Regions from separate parts of the Cyprinus carpio genome. Here region 2 is linked to region 1. The links are chromatin contacts, called in public Hi-C maps. All regions are on one chromosome and are shown on one strand. Each heading gives the region's core, a stretch centred on a gene start, on an enhancer-like site or on the middle of the called end of the contact. The rest is flanking DNA. Distances are from core to core; before and after follow the strand shown.

Region 1 (7,019 bases), core at 1,650-4,149:
TCAGAGAAGTCTGGGACATTCATTACAATGTTTGCTAAAGGAAGTAACTTTACGTGCTATGATGTTACTCATGCATATCCATGTCATTTATGTCTTAATAGATTGCATAAATATTACATGAAATGTTAAGAATTGAAATCATATTAGATTTCTTTCATCTTCATTCTATTAATCTTCATCTTTCATTTCAATTAAATTTTGTCATGAATACTACAGACAGATAGATAGATAGATAGATGGATGGATAGATTAAAAATATAAATAAATACCTTTATGAATGAATGCTACAGCTCTTCAACCATCAACATGACATAGAAACTTCATATAGACATGGTTGGCAATATTGCCAACATGAGTTCTTGTGCTTTTGTACTAAGGCCATATCGTAGAGTAGGTTTATATCAGCATCTGCTAAATAAAGTGTACTGTAGCTTACACTTTTCTGACTGGGTGGTCTTTTTAACCCTTATGTTGTGTTCCAGTCATTTTGACCTGGAGAGAGTTTGCCTAAAATTGCTAGTTAATGTTATTGTGGTACATACGCTCAAATCAATCAATTCCAAAAAATAAATACACAATCTTTGTAAAAGGCTAAAGATTTTTGACCAAAAAAATAATTTAGGTAAAGGATTTTCAGCACAGTACAATGGTTTATGCTTAAGTTTTTAGCAACGTAATACATCATTTTGATTCTTACTTTCTCTCTATTCAAGACATTCAAGGCATTGACTGAAAGCTGCTGACAACAGTGATGTGATGCCATTTTCAAAGAAGCTCATAACATGGAATCAGTGTCTTACAGTTTTAAAGGTATGTTTGGAGAATGATTTAGAAATGATGCAAGAACGAATTTTCAAGCTTGTGAATGTTCACATTCAAGTTTTACTCTTTCTTATAAAGGGAGCATTAGAGCTTGTTTCATAGACATTTCCCAAAACAAAACCTTTAAGAATTTAACAAATGAGAACGAATGCCTATGGTTTTAACAGCCATTTAGTTCTCAGCAGTTAATAAACATCTATACTGAACCAGTATTTACAATTGGTTAGAAAACAATATGAAGCAATTTGAAAATTTCAAAGTATAATTTAAAATAAGAATAAGGACTAAGCCCAACCCAACTCTTGACCTACAAAGCATAAAAAGTAATTTCTGCTTGTTGTCCATTGCTCTGCAGATTTTAATTTGCCCAGTGGCCATCTGGGAACTGGATAAGCATTAATGCTGACTATGCCTACTGGCAAATTGCCTTGCTAAGGGCTTAGTGATCAGCTCAACTGCATAGGGACTGATCAGAATGAATGAAATGGGTATGACCTGGAAGGATTCTATATCCCCACTGACTGTGCTGCATTCCACTTCACTTGTAAACATACACTCATGAACTTCTCTAAGCACTTCCCCTCTGGGGATTGCCCACCATTATTTTGAAGTACGATTCACTTCATCAAATGGAAGAGGAAAAATTAAATGGACAGACCCTTAATCCCTCGATTTTGACTGAGGGAGCGAGTCGACTCATATTTCATAGAAGATCACACTTAACTCCACTCCGCACAACTCTTATATGAATTAATTTGAAATTAATCACATAATATGTGCAGCTACTGAAGCTGACTGTTTTATTATGTCAGACAGGGAAGAGCAAATCCAGAGTGTAAGCCATCTGGCTAACTGGTATCTGTATGCTATGCTAGTATGTAAGCTAACTACAACAGACAATGATGGTTATTATAAAATAGTTTAAACAACATGTATTATAAGGTGATTGTGTAGGAATTGTGGGACTAGATTTCTCATGACAGCTGGTTGACTGATTCACAGCCAAGGGCAGGGCAAACTGAGCAAACAAACCTGAGTAAGCATTTCTTAGAAGAGTCACAATCTAGTTAGCAATTTTTGAATGACTGTTGGTGCTTAATTCAAGTCTATCAACCAGTAAAAAGATGATTAGCACTAAATAAAATTAAGCTCTGCAGAGCTCCTTCTAAGTCAACAAGATATAAAACAACCACTTTTGCAGTTACCTAAGGTTTTTTATTTTTTTCAAATCTAACTCATTCACTGAGTGTCATTTTGAAGGCTTCCCTCTGTAGGTTGCATTTGTAGGCCAAATATGAGGGTGTCTCAAAAATGTAATAATTATAAAACTGTCTGTTATTCATAGTGAGCGTTTTTTTTAAAATCATTATTTCTTTCTTACTTTGGAAAGTAATGGTTACTTTTCTGAAATGAGACTGCCTCAGTGATGTATGTGCATACCTCAGATACCAAATACAGCCGTTGTCTGTAACATTATTTAAAGAACAGAAAACGGATTACCCTATATATTCTTAACAATCTTTTAATTATGTATTTGGTTCATTATATTAACATTTTATCAAGTGGGGAAAAAACAGTTTTAAATAATATCTTTTGCGTAACTAGTTAATTTCGTCTCGATTTTGAGGGAGGACCCGATTTCTCACGACACCGACTTCCTGTGTTTAGCTCTAGAATGCAAGATTCACTTTAGAGAATCAATGAATCGGTTCGTTCTTGTGACACTTAAAAAAGCGGTTCACAAACTGACCCACCTATTCTTTTGAGCTATCAAAAGTGAGAGCCTGTAGCAATTTACTTTCATTTTGTTGGTACGGCTGAGTCCAAAGCTGTGTTGTTTATTTTTCAAGACATCATTGTTAACAACTGTTAGCAGTATTGTTTCCATTATTATTAATAAAGTAGACCTACACATCAGTAATGTTGAATATGAACACTATTAATTTACATTAATATAAATATAAAGAAAATTGTTCTCACGTCACAGTTTAACTACAAAACAAATTAATGTTAACTAGATTACAGTGGGGTGATTTAGAAACGCCCCCCCCCACACACACACACAAAAAAAGAACCGTTTAAAATGATTCACTGGCGAATCGGACATTTCTGTAAGGTACAGGGAGCTACTGCTCCAATCCCATTCAACTCACCATGAATTATCAGCGTGTGTCCTGCATTAGAGAAATGTTGCTATAGTAAACGAACCGTACACAGGTTTGCAGTTACGGCCGACAGTGTGAAGAGTATTGTTACAGCAAATATTATACAAATGAAAGATGGCGAACGACTCTCCAGCGAAAAGTCTAGTAGACATAGACCTTTCTTCATTACGGGTGAGTAGCCTCTACCGACTACATTAGCTTGTTTTCATTGTCTTTTGCAGTCGATACCGATGATTTCAGAATCCACGAGCGTATCGTAGTCTTTGTTTAAACGAGAGAAAGCGTTAAACCCATAATATTCATTTACGTTATGTGGAATAGCCATCGCTTAAGAGTTTCGGTCTTTTCTTTGTTTGAACTCCAGTAGCATACGTGTTAAATACATACCACGGGGAGCTTTATTTGTTAAATCCATTGTTTGTTTTGTTTTAATTTACATTGACATAGTTTCACAGTTTTTATTCTTACCGTTTGTTTTACTCTAGGACCCAGCCGGGATTTTTGAACTGGTCGAAGTGGTTGGAAATGGTACATATGGTCAAGTGTACAAGGTTGGTTTTTAAATCTAACTTTAAATTAATATTTTTTAAAAGTTGTTATTGTATCGAAAAGAACCGATAAAATATGTTCTTCAAAGCTAAGGGCCGGTTTAAGAACATAGTATGAAGTGGTATCGAGCACACTTGTGGAAGCTGCAACTTCTTTGTCCATGATTTTGCTTTGCAATTGTGTTTGGGATCAGAGGTTTTCAGGATCCACGCGGGTCTTTAAAAAGTCTTCAATTCCATTTCAAATTAAAATAACTTAAAGTAATAAGAGTCCTCAGTGTCTTAAAAATTATAAGTTCCAAAAATCAAAGAGATCTTAATTTTGGGGCTGAAAAACAGGAATTGTGATACAGACTAATGTGACTTAAAGGGGTCATATGATGCAATTAAAATTTTTCCTTTCTCTTTGGAGTGTTACAAGCTCTTGGTGCATGAAGAAGATCAAAGTCTCAAATCCAAAGAGATATTCTTTATAAAATTTAAAACGGCTCATTCTAACACACGCCCACATGTCTACATCATGATGTGGGAAGATTTGCATAAAGCCGTCCAAATGTTCACGCAAAGAAAGAAGCTGTAATTTTTATTCTTGCTGTTGCCGCTGGCGCCATGGTATGGAGACGCTGTGAAAGCAAAACTACTTTGTTTGGCTTTCCAAAAGAGGACACAACTAGAAATCAGTGGTTGTATTTACAACACTGTTCCAGAACAGTTCAACCCAAATATTCAGATGGGTGCAATGCATTTTATGGAAGATGAGTATGGAATTACATTTGCTTCTATAAAAATGAACGAAACGTTATAAAACTGAACATAACTTTTTCAGAAACTATCAAAAATATGCCATTACAAAAGAAGAAAAACACAATGAAAATGAAAAAAATGAACTCAGTCGCACAAATATCGTGTTCATAATTGAATGCGATTAATCTCAATTATGAACAGAATATTGCGTAGCTTGTCAGTGAACTACTGCTCTGTGTATTAACTGCCGCTCCCGTTTGAAAACAGGTGACAGACATTTACCGCTAATCATGGAACCGGCTTTACTGATGAGACACGCATGACAAATGCATGCGATTAATCGTGCAGCCCTACTCAGTGGCGCGCATATTGGAAAGCTCTAGTGATGATTTGTATTACTAAATATGTAAATAATATTTGGCCTTCGATCGTCTCAGTATGTAAAGATGAGCTCTTGTCCTTCAAGGCAGCTTGAAGTAAGCTTGTGTTACTGAATGACAATAATAACCCGCAACGAACTGCTGCACACTGTAACACTGAATACAACTTGAATACAACTTGTATCAATGTTATTGGTTACTTCAGTAACACAAGCTTACTTCAAGCTGCCTTGAAGGACAAGCGGGGGAGGAAGATGATGCCGCTCTGTGTCTCTCCTGAGAGCTTATCTTTACAGACTGAGACAATCGAAGGTCAAATATTATTTACATATTTAGTAATACAAGGCACGACGTATTGCATACAAATCACAGCGAGAGCTTTTTTTTTCTTTTTCTTTTTTATTAATGCAGAGAACAAAAACATACAAAAGTATAAACATACATCACATAATATCAACCACAAAAAAAAACAAAGAAAAAAAAAACAATAAAGAATAAAATGGAACTAAAGAAAAAGAGGGCCACAATCTAAACAAAATTACACAAGGAGATCAAAGGCAGAGCAAATTCTAAAAGTCCTTATAGCTTTCTTATTAGTAGATACTGAGGTTACATTCAAATAGTTTCTCCATTTCTTTTAGGAAAACAGAGAAGACAGGTTTACAGTTGGAGAATTTGCATATGTGAATGTGAAATTTGTTTAGGAAAAAATTTAATAACAAAACTGATATTTTCGTTTGTGGGGTCAGAGTCATAATACCCAAATATAATGTTTTTCATATGTGCTGAGAAGCCTGGCAAAATCTTACTTGACAAACGCACCAATATCATCCCAAAGTTTCTCAGTGTAGTGACATGACCAAAATAAGTGTACAGTTTCTTCAGAACTTGAACAAAAAGAGCTTGTAAAATCAGTCAGATTTAAATCTTTGTATAAACTTCTTTACAGGGTAGAACCTTGTGTATGAGCTTTAAATAAATTTCTTTTACTTTGTCTGTGAAAAAGAATTTTTGCGGTAGAGACCAGATTTAATCACCGCGAGAGCTTTCCAATATGTGCACCACTGAGTGGCGTCTGTACTTCCCGGTCAGAGAGCACCTGTCCATCAAAAGCTCACTATCCAATCAGAGTACATCACTGTTAAGCCCGCCCCCACGAGAGGTTTGTGTCAAAACACCAAACGAAAAACTGCGAAGCGTAAGCGAAATCTGTGGCAATGCATTCAGAATCCACGAATACCAAAAACGAATCTTTGAAAAACATTATAAAATAAACAAGAATTTTTAATATGATGTGAGCTTATTGGGAACAGGGGTGTGCTTATAGGGTACAAAAATGTACCCATTAAGAACAGCCAGACTTTTTGCATTTAATGATTATCTAATTAATCCTTTTGTCATTTAAAATAAAATAAAATATTAAGTGAGAGATTAATATTTTATTTTAACAACTTGTACTGAAACTGATATCTTGTGCACTAAAATGTCTCAGTGTAGATTTTGGTGAGATTAATAGGTATGTTTACCCTATTTACTGCATTTAATTGTTCAGCTGACTCAGTTAATCATCTGATGTCTCTGATTTGTGCCTTGATCTAAGTGTTTGTTAACCGTTGTTGTATTCTTTAGCACTGAGGATAGTCCAGCAAGGACTGAAATGTTTGCTTTTTGTGTGTGTGTGTGCGCAGTCACTTTTTTTATAAGTGCGCTTTAGTTTTTATCACCTTGATGTAAATCTCCAGGGAAAAAAAATCTTCAAAGTACCTTGAACTTTGCATTTAGTTTCTTGTGCAGATTTTTTGTTCTTAATCCTGTTCATCACATCCCCCTGCTCTGCACATGCCCTCTCTACATTTCTCTCTCTCACCTGTTTTAGATCATCAGCTCGTCAGCTTCATCAATAAACTGTATTCCAAATGTACACTTTGTGTATTGACAGGCATTTATTTTTCACATAGCTACCAGAGGTATTAGCAACCCTCTACAGTGTGATTAAATCACTTGCATGTGACTAAATATTCACTCTGGGTGACTAAATGATGTCTAATATTAGCCACTGGCTAATAATTTCTCAGATTTTACTCGCCACTGTGTGAGTTTGACGCTAAGTATAAGTTTAGTGCAGATATATTTTTACTCACCGAACACACTGACTGAGCACTTCAGAGTTTCATTCTCAGTTTATAATATCTCTCGTTCTTACCTTATTGATAAGCAGGAAATGTAGTTTGCGACTTACAAATGAGGACAATGGAAGCAATCAAAATCAACAAAAGAGCAAAGATATACAAGTGCTATAACAAGTCTCAGTTAGCTTAAGCGCAGTACACTTAGCAAGGGCTTTTAAAAAATATAATGAA
Region 2 (7,160 bases), core at 3,508-6,007, 170 kb before region 1:
CCATGTGACGTTTTGTCTTCAAACATGTGAGTGAACTGGAGTCAGGGAATAGCAATTATAAATGTAACGCTTGTATATGTACGTATGTACATATACATGTAAACTACAAAATATTGCTGTTTATCTAAAAACAATATCGATAGTAGAACATAAATTGTACTTTAATCTCTGCAGATCATCTCCAATCAAGTCAAATTACGTCACCTTTATCTCTATAGAGACAGAGCGCATTTAGGCCACGCTCACACCGGGGGAAACAATCCAATGCTCTCCGTTGATTTTTGTTTTGCTGGAAGCTGCCTCCTTGTCATTTCTGACTTATAACAAAAAAACAAAACCAATGCCTAAAAGCTGCTGTGTGACAAACAAGGTGTGCAGCAAACAAGCTAAAAAAAAAAAAAATACAGAACTACAGAACTCCTCTCAGGTTCACACAGGGTGGTGAAATCTTTTTTTTTTTTTTTTTTTTTAATAATGAATGTTTCCTGTCGCCGATTACATTTACCTCCAGTGGGCGCAGTTCTACATTTGAGTTCCTAAACACTCATTTCTTGGGGTAGACCGCATATAAAAATATAGTTCAGGGTTTTTAACTTGTTTGCTGTACACCTTGTCACATAACAGCTTTTAGGCAATGTTCTGTTTTTTCGTCGTGTCTTGTGGGAGTTGTCAGGAAGACATAAGTCAACACCCACTCATATGCAGGTTTATGAGAGGTGCGCGGCATTTAAACAGAGTTTCCTAGCCTCTGATTCTGCCATGGGATCTGTCCATGGTCCTTAATACGCTATCTCAAGCTCCTTTTAAACCTGTAGATGGTACTGATTTGAAGCTCCTTTCATCACAGGCGGCTTTATTATTGGCTGTTTTAGTGAGCTTCACGCTCTGTCAGTTAATAGCTCCTGTATGCAGTTCACTGTGGATTACTCAAGGGTAACTCTCAGAACTAATCTGCCGTTTGTGCCTAAAGTGAGCGAATCAGCCTGGCTACAGCCATGTGAGTAAAAAATATATAATTGTTCAGTTAAAGACAGCCCAGTGTTGATTCAGTTCTGTCTAATATGTAGAGTTAATCAATTATAAAATTAGTTAAATTGGGCAACATAGCATTTTTCACTACTATGAAGCCTTATTAACAAGCATTTGTAAAAAGTACGGTTAGCACATTTGTTTGTAAGGTAACAACCTTGACAGCTGTGTGGAATTAATGTTCAGTGTTTGTCATGTGACAACACTTAAGCATATTACTCTGACACATCTGTGGCTTATTTTATACTCAGTTCTGTCTACCCTGTTTACTTGCACCTGATATTTTTGTAATTAACAAATGAAGAGTCCTATTTGCAAAAACATAACTATTTTTTTTATTGTGTTACATATATACTTTTTTTTTTACCTAATCAAAATAACCCAACTGCAGTTTGATTGAAATAATTGGAATACACAATGAAAAAACATGGTTTTTGAAAATTGTTAAAAATTGAGTTATCTGTTATCCTGTGTCTCTCAGTTCCTGACATGACGATTGCCTCTTTCTCCTCCTCAGGTCAAAAGATGTATGACATTGATCTTGCAGCCACCCCTCGAGCTGTTAACATGACAAGACCTATTCCCTATTCCCAAATTGACGCTGGCTTCTGTGATGGTGATGGTGTAAAGGTGTTTATTGGTCCAGAATACTATTCATATCAAAGCCCACTGATTTTAGCTGTGGGCAAGATCAAACCTCCACCTCAAAAGATCTCTCCAAAAAAATTTGGCTGTGAAGAATAAAATCAAGGCAAGGAAAGAGCTTCAATTCAATTCAATTCAATTCAATTCAATTCAATTCAATTCAATTCAATTCAATTCAATTCAACTCAATTCAAGTCAACACTTTATTTATCCATTAGGGGCAATACAAGGTCATCTGGAGTAACATAAGCAATATATAAAAAATAAAAAATGAATGAATGTATGTGTAAAGAACCATTTGCAAATAAAATAAAGAAAAAAGTCACTGTGTAGTAAACGGGGATCCAAGATGGTTGGAGTTTTAAAAGCTGCACCATTTAGGGGACAAAGGTTGCCTTCCTCCTTAGGATTTTGATATAAGCCAAGAGGAGACTGGCTTTCCATTGCTAAAGTAAGGAAACTTTGCTTCCTTAAACAAACCTGTGAGACTAGCATATCTCAGTGGTGCGTGACACATATGTCTTACGCCATCCGAGGGAACACTTTCTGCATACGGATGAATATATGAATTTAAATTTAAAATGTAGAAATTTAAATTTAGAATTTAAAATTCATATAAAAATTTTGAACCAAACTTTGCAGGTTTAATTAAAAACAGGTTATTTGCAGGTCAAGCAGATGTCAGATGTTACATGATCAAACATACAGTAAATAAGATCTTAGTAAGAGACACATCTAAAAGAAATGGATTTAGAGCAAATAAATAACAATAAAACTAATAAACAAACAAATAAATAAACTAAAAAAAGCATACATACTAACAAAACAACCTTTAAACCAGAGCTGAAGTGAAGAACCCAATTTATTATAAGGAATATAAAATGTACAGTAAACATCATGTTGACTTGACTAATTAAATTTGCACTTGACTAGAAAGTAAACACACATGAACACAGAAGATTCACCAAAAGTGGTGCAGAAACTAAATACACAACAAGGAACCATGGCAAACTTGAGGGCTTAAAATACACAGAGACTGGATAATCACTGGAATTGCTAGAGAATCACAAGACACACCAGGAGCTATACTGTGAACATGACATTTATGCATTTAGCAGATACTTTTATCCAAAGCTACTTAGTGCATTCAGGCTAACATTTTTTTTTACCTAACATGTGTTCCCCTGGGAATTGACCCCACAAACTTTGCTCTACCACTGAACCACAGGAACACCTGAATACAAAATAAAAGACAAACACATGAACAAAACCTACACCAACATTAAAAGTTCTTGAAAAGTTAGAGAATTTTAGATATGCTATTTTCACAATGCAGCAATATTACATTTGCAGCATAACAGTATATCCCTTTAATAATGCACTTAGAGTGGTGTAGACTTCTGGTGTAGGCAAACTGAAGAAAAGTAATGAAAATAAAAAAGAGAATTCCAACTGGACATTTTAACAAAGATATATCAGGGTTAATCTAAAAATATCTATGCATGGTGTGTATTTAATTCAGTTCTGTGATTTTGTGTCATTCCTGCTTTACTGTTGTGTATTCATAGATCTTGTGAATAGATACTCAGTTAAGAATTGTACCGTTTTCTTTGAAATGTGCACAAAACATAAAGGTGTTCTGCATTAAAAGCTTCCTCAGTTTGGAACCAGTGAATATAACAGACAAAGGTACATATTCTGACATTTTTTTTGTGTTATACAGAAGATAAATAATGAAGATGTCTCCCAGCTGTCCAACCTTAAAATTCTATGTACAGTAATATACAAGTGTAGAATTGGCCGTCAGTGGTTTGGTGGCTTTGCAGAAGTTAAATCTGGCCTACAACAAACTGACAAATATTTTTAGGAGGCATCTTTCATTTTTAAGAACCTAGTAAACCTCACTGAGGTGCAATGTGTAAATAAAACTTTCCCCAGAGGTTTTTCATGGATTACAGGATGACAGTGCTACATATTTAAACATATATAAACAGAAACATATATGAAACAAAACAATATAAACATATAGACATACAGTATAAACGTACACTAGCTAACCTATTGAAAGAATAGACTGAGATTGATCTCTCTATTATCAGGCTATACAATGTCCCTGTTGCCATAATCAACCTACCGGAAAAAAAATTAGAACAGTATCTCAGGAAACCTTAGTATAAACTTAGTTAAGCAGTTCCAGCATCACAGTGACACTTTAGGACAAATTGACACTAAATAGACAAAAGACAAAGATGTGGAAACATTCAACAGATGTTACAAACAAATATACACAAACAGGCCTATATACAGAATATATACTACATGACTACATGATACTACAAAAATTTAAAGTGTCTTAAATTAATCTTATCATGAGTAGCCTACTTATCGCTGTATAAAATTCGCTTCAATGTACATTTTAGTGATATGTATGTGCATACTTAAGGATAGCATTCCAGTTAAGGGTAATCATACTTCATTCAGTAAAACGTTTAGCTTACCAAAAGTAAATAACACAGAAGAGAAACGACCCTCAGCTGACTTCTTTAGTGCACAATAATTATTTTTCACTAGATGGCATCACATAGGAACTTTTGTAATAGACTACTGTTTTAGTAAGGTCACATTTTACTCGCTTTTCAAACATAAGATATATCAACAAGGTCACTAGTCTGTGTATAGAGAGAGAGAGAGAGAGAGAGAGAGAGAGAGAGAGAGAGCTATTAACCACAGCTAATAATGTCAATTAAAATAAAGCACGTTTCCAGTGAACTGTGAATTGGACATGGCTTAGACTGTTGTTTCCTAAGCACTCAAACTTTACAGCAATCAACTCTTCGTGCATTTACCCCGATATGCTAATACGTTGAAAATTTTAAAACAAGTTTTTATGTGTAAATTTGACTAGGAATTTAACAGAGTGGATATTTGGAGGTTAAATAAAATAATAGAATAGTCACAGAGCGTTACGTGTGTTGTAAATGTTTCTGGGTTTCCGCTTGTGACCCCTCCAAACTAACACTAACCTAACATGGAGGGGCGCACGTCTCCCCTTCTCCTCTTTCAGCGAACCACGCCCCATGCTGCCTTCTGACGCCGGCCATATTGACTATTTTAGCTAATCTCCTTGCGGTAGCTTGTAGAGCTTCTGTAATCGTCACCGTTATAACAGCGTGCCATTGGATATACGGTGATCGCGACTTGGAAATAACAGTTCGCATTTATCTGGAGAGTGACTACATCTTGGGGGACATTTTCATTATTTTAGAAAACGCAGTGCATTCCTGAGGTGAGTTTTTGGGTTATTTTTGAATGACTTGTCTTGAGCACCTTCTGCGTAATGTTACGCTTTCTTTTAAGGGGTCTCTTGTCTTTAAAGCCTCCTGCTGTCACCACCTCCGCAGAAAGCAAAACAGCATTTGCTGGTTTGTATGGACCACTAATAAGCCATTTTAAAAAGCAAAGCTTGTGTGCACAAGTCCAATAGATACTAATAACATTTCAAATGATAGTGTAAATCAAGCCTTTAATACGAATGGCATAGTCAGCGCTTGACAAGTTTGGAGTGAAAGGAAAACCAGTTATTATGAAATTGTCGGTGACCCCTATTTAAATCTTAATGCGACAAGTGTCATGGACACACATTTTCGCAACGTAATTTTAATGTATTAAAAACATTATTGACAACAGTCAGGCTGCCTTGAATATAACTGGCAGTTTGTTGGGTATCAGGCTATGTCTCAACGGAATTTTCCCCTTCACAGCCGTGTCTGATAAAGGTTAATATCTCAAGCTTACTATATGCTTTTGATGTGCTATTTTAGAGGCCTCAGAACGTTAAGAAAAGCGCTGGCATTCCTTCAAAGTAGGCGAAATACTACCAGCTAATTTACATAGAGCCTAATCTCGTAATAGTGTTACTAGATTGCCTTTGGAAATGTCAATAATTAAGGTTAAGTAAAAGGCCTGAGACAATGCTTCTGACTTGTTTTACATGACTCACGATGCCTTAATTAATTATAATAGGGACACATAGCCCACTATTTATGAGACATTCTAAAACGCCTTATTAAAACCTGTCGTTGTCAGCAGGGACTGCAATTGGTATAAATTTAGCAAGGAAGAGCGTTCATGTATCAGTCTCAGACGTCGTCGCTACGCAAATTCCTCAGCGTATGGAGCAAACGAAAGACTGGGGTCAGTAATGTTGCGTAAATTTGTTCATGCATTCAGATTTCAGTAGACTGAAGACGTAACCTAGTTCATACAACAAAGCGAGAAAAAGGAGCGTGTGCTGCATTGGGCAGTGATGATTTTAAGCTTGATACCCAATGGTTAAATTCTGGTAGATCTTAAAACCTCCTCTACCTAATCTCATATCTACTGTATGTGAACTAATCATTCTAGGCTACAGTTTATGCTAGATTATACTTATTTTAAAGGCTGAATAATATTTATTCATACATTCATTCAAAATGGGTTTAACAATTGAATGTTTTTCACAGAGACTGTAAACTTTTGTAAAGATCAGAAGATGTAGTATTTAGAAGTGTGATTCCACTGTAGGTCACAACAGATGTGATTGAAGTGTTGCTGTACAAATACATGCTATTTGTTTGAGACTAGCTGACTTTAAAAAATTAAGTAATTCTCTTATAGGCTATATATTTTTTAGGAAATTAATTGCATGCTTTTGTTCCCCTGCCATCAATTTGTCTAAAGCCCTAAACACACTGCACAATTTTTATAAGTCTTACAAGATCATTCCATGTCACACTGTGTGACATGGATCTAATAAACTTGGCTAAGACATGTGTGTAGGCTGTATAATGATGATACCTGTTGACTCATACGCTACAACGCACATTCCTAATAAAATGTCATCAGCATGCACTAGTAGTAAACAAAAAGCATGATAAATCACACTTTAGCAGTTGTATTTTTTATGCGTGCTGAAAAAAACTGGAAGCGGTGAAAGAGGAAGGCATAAGAGCTTGAGGTAAGCAGTTTTATGTTTAAGCGCCACATCGTGTTGATTTCATGTCACATTTTTATTGGTTGGTCAGTAAATGTGGATTGTACCAGCAAACACACTGTGCAATGAAAATGTTGTATTGTAGGTTATCTTTGGTCGCAAGATCATGACAACAGCCATCTTTAAACCTCTCTCACTGTACGACACGGGACCACCGATTAGGAGCCACGATCACAGAAATTGCCACAGTTGTTTCACGATGCCAGTCTTTCATCTGGGAGAGCTGAAAATCGTGCAGTGTCTTTAGGGCTTAAGTTAAATGCCGTTTTTTTTTTTTTTTTTAAGAAAAATATGTAACTACTAAAAAAAGGGCAACATTCTCAGTCTGTGTTTTAGTGTAGAGAAGAAAATTCAGATTAACATGACTTAGACCTACATCTGTCAGATGGAATCTGTGGGTCATTCTAATATTCCATTTATGTGTTTTTGTTTTACTCTTTGATGAACATTTGAT

What was found. A called contact is a pair of places that touch in the nucleus more often than the background predicts.
Region 2: a Hi-C map of liver shows a contact between it and region 1, with 3 times the contacts expected there. The contact joins the promoter of LOC109051864 here to the promoter of LOC122136040 in region 1. A contact is called at or near these places in 2 of 8 Hi-C or Micro-C datasets (both in liver).

Annotation. Positions count from the first base shown.
Region 1 is chrB1:5,336,490-5,343,508 of ASM1834038v1, reverse strand. It overlaps LOC122136040 (mitogen-activated protein kinase kinase kinase kinase 4-like), which reads left to right and starts at 2,899. Exons shown (of 4, transcript XM_042717567.1): 1 at 2,899-3,158; 2 at 3,473-3,538. The coding sequence starts at 3,102.
Region 2 is chrB1:5,510,746-5,517,905 of ASM1834038v1, reverse strand. It overlaps LOC109051864 (radixin), which reads left to right and starts at 4,757. Exons shown (of 15, transcript XM_042716319.1): 1 at 4,757-4,960. It overlaps hpxb (hemopexin), which reads left to right. Exons shown (of 11, transcript XM_042716320.1): 10 at 1,547-1,793; 11 at 1,824-1,999. The coding sequence ends at 1,773.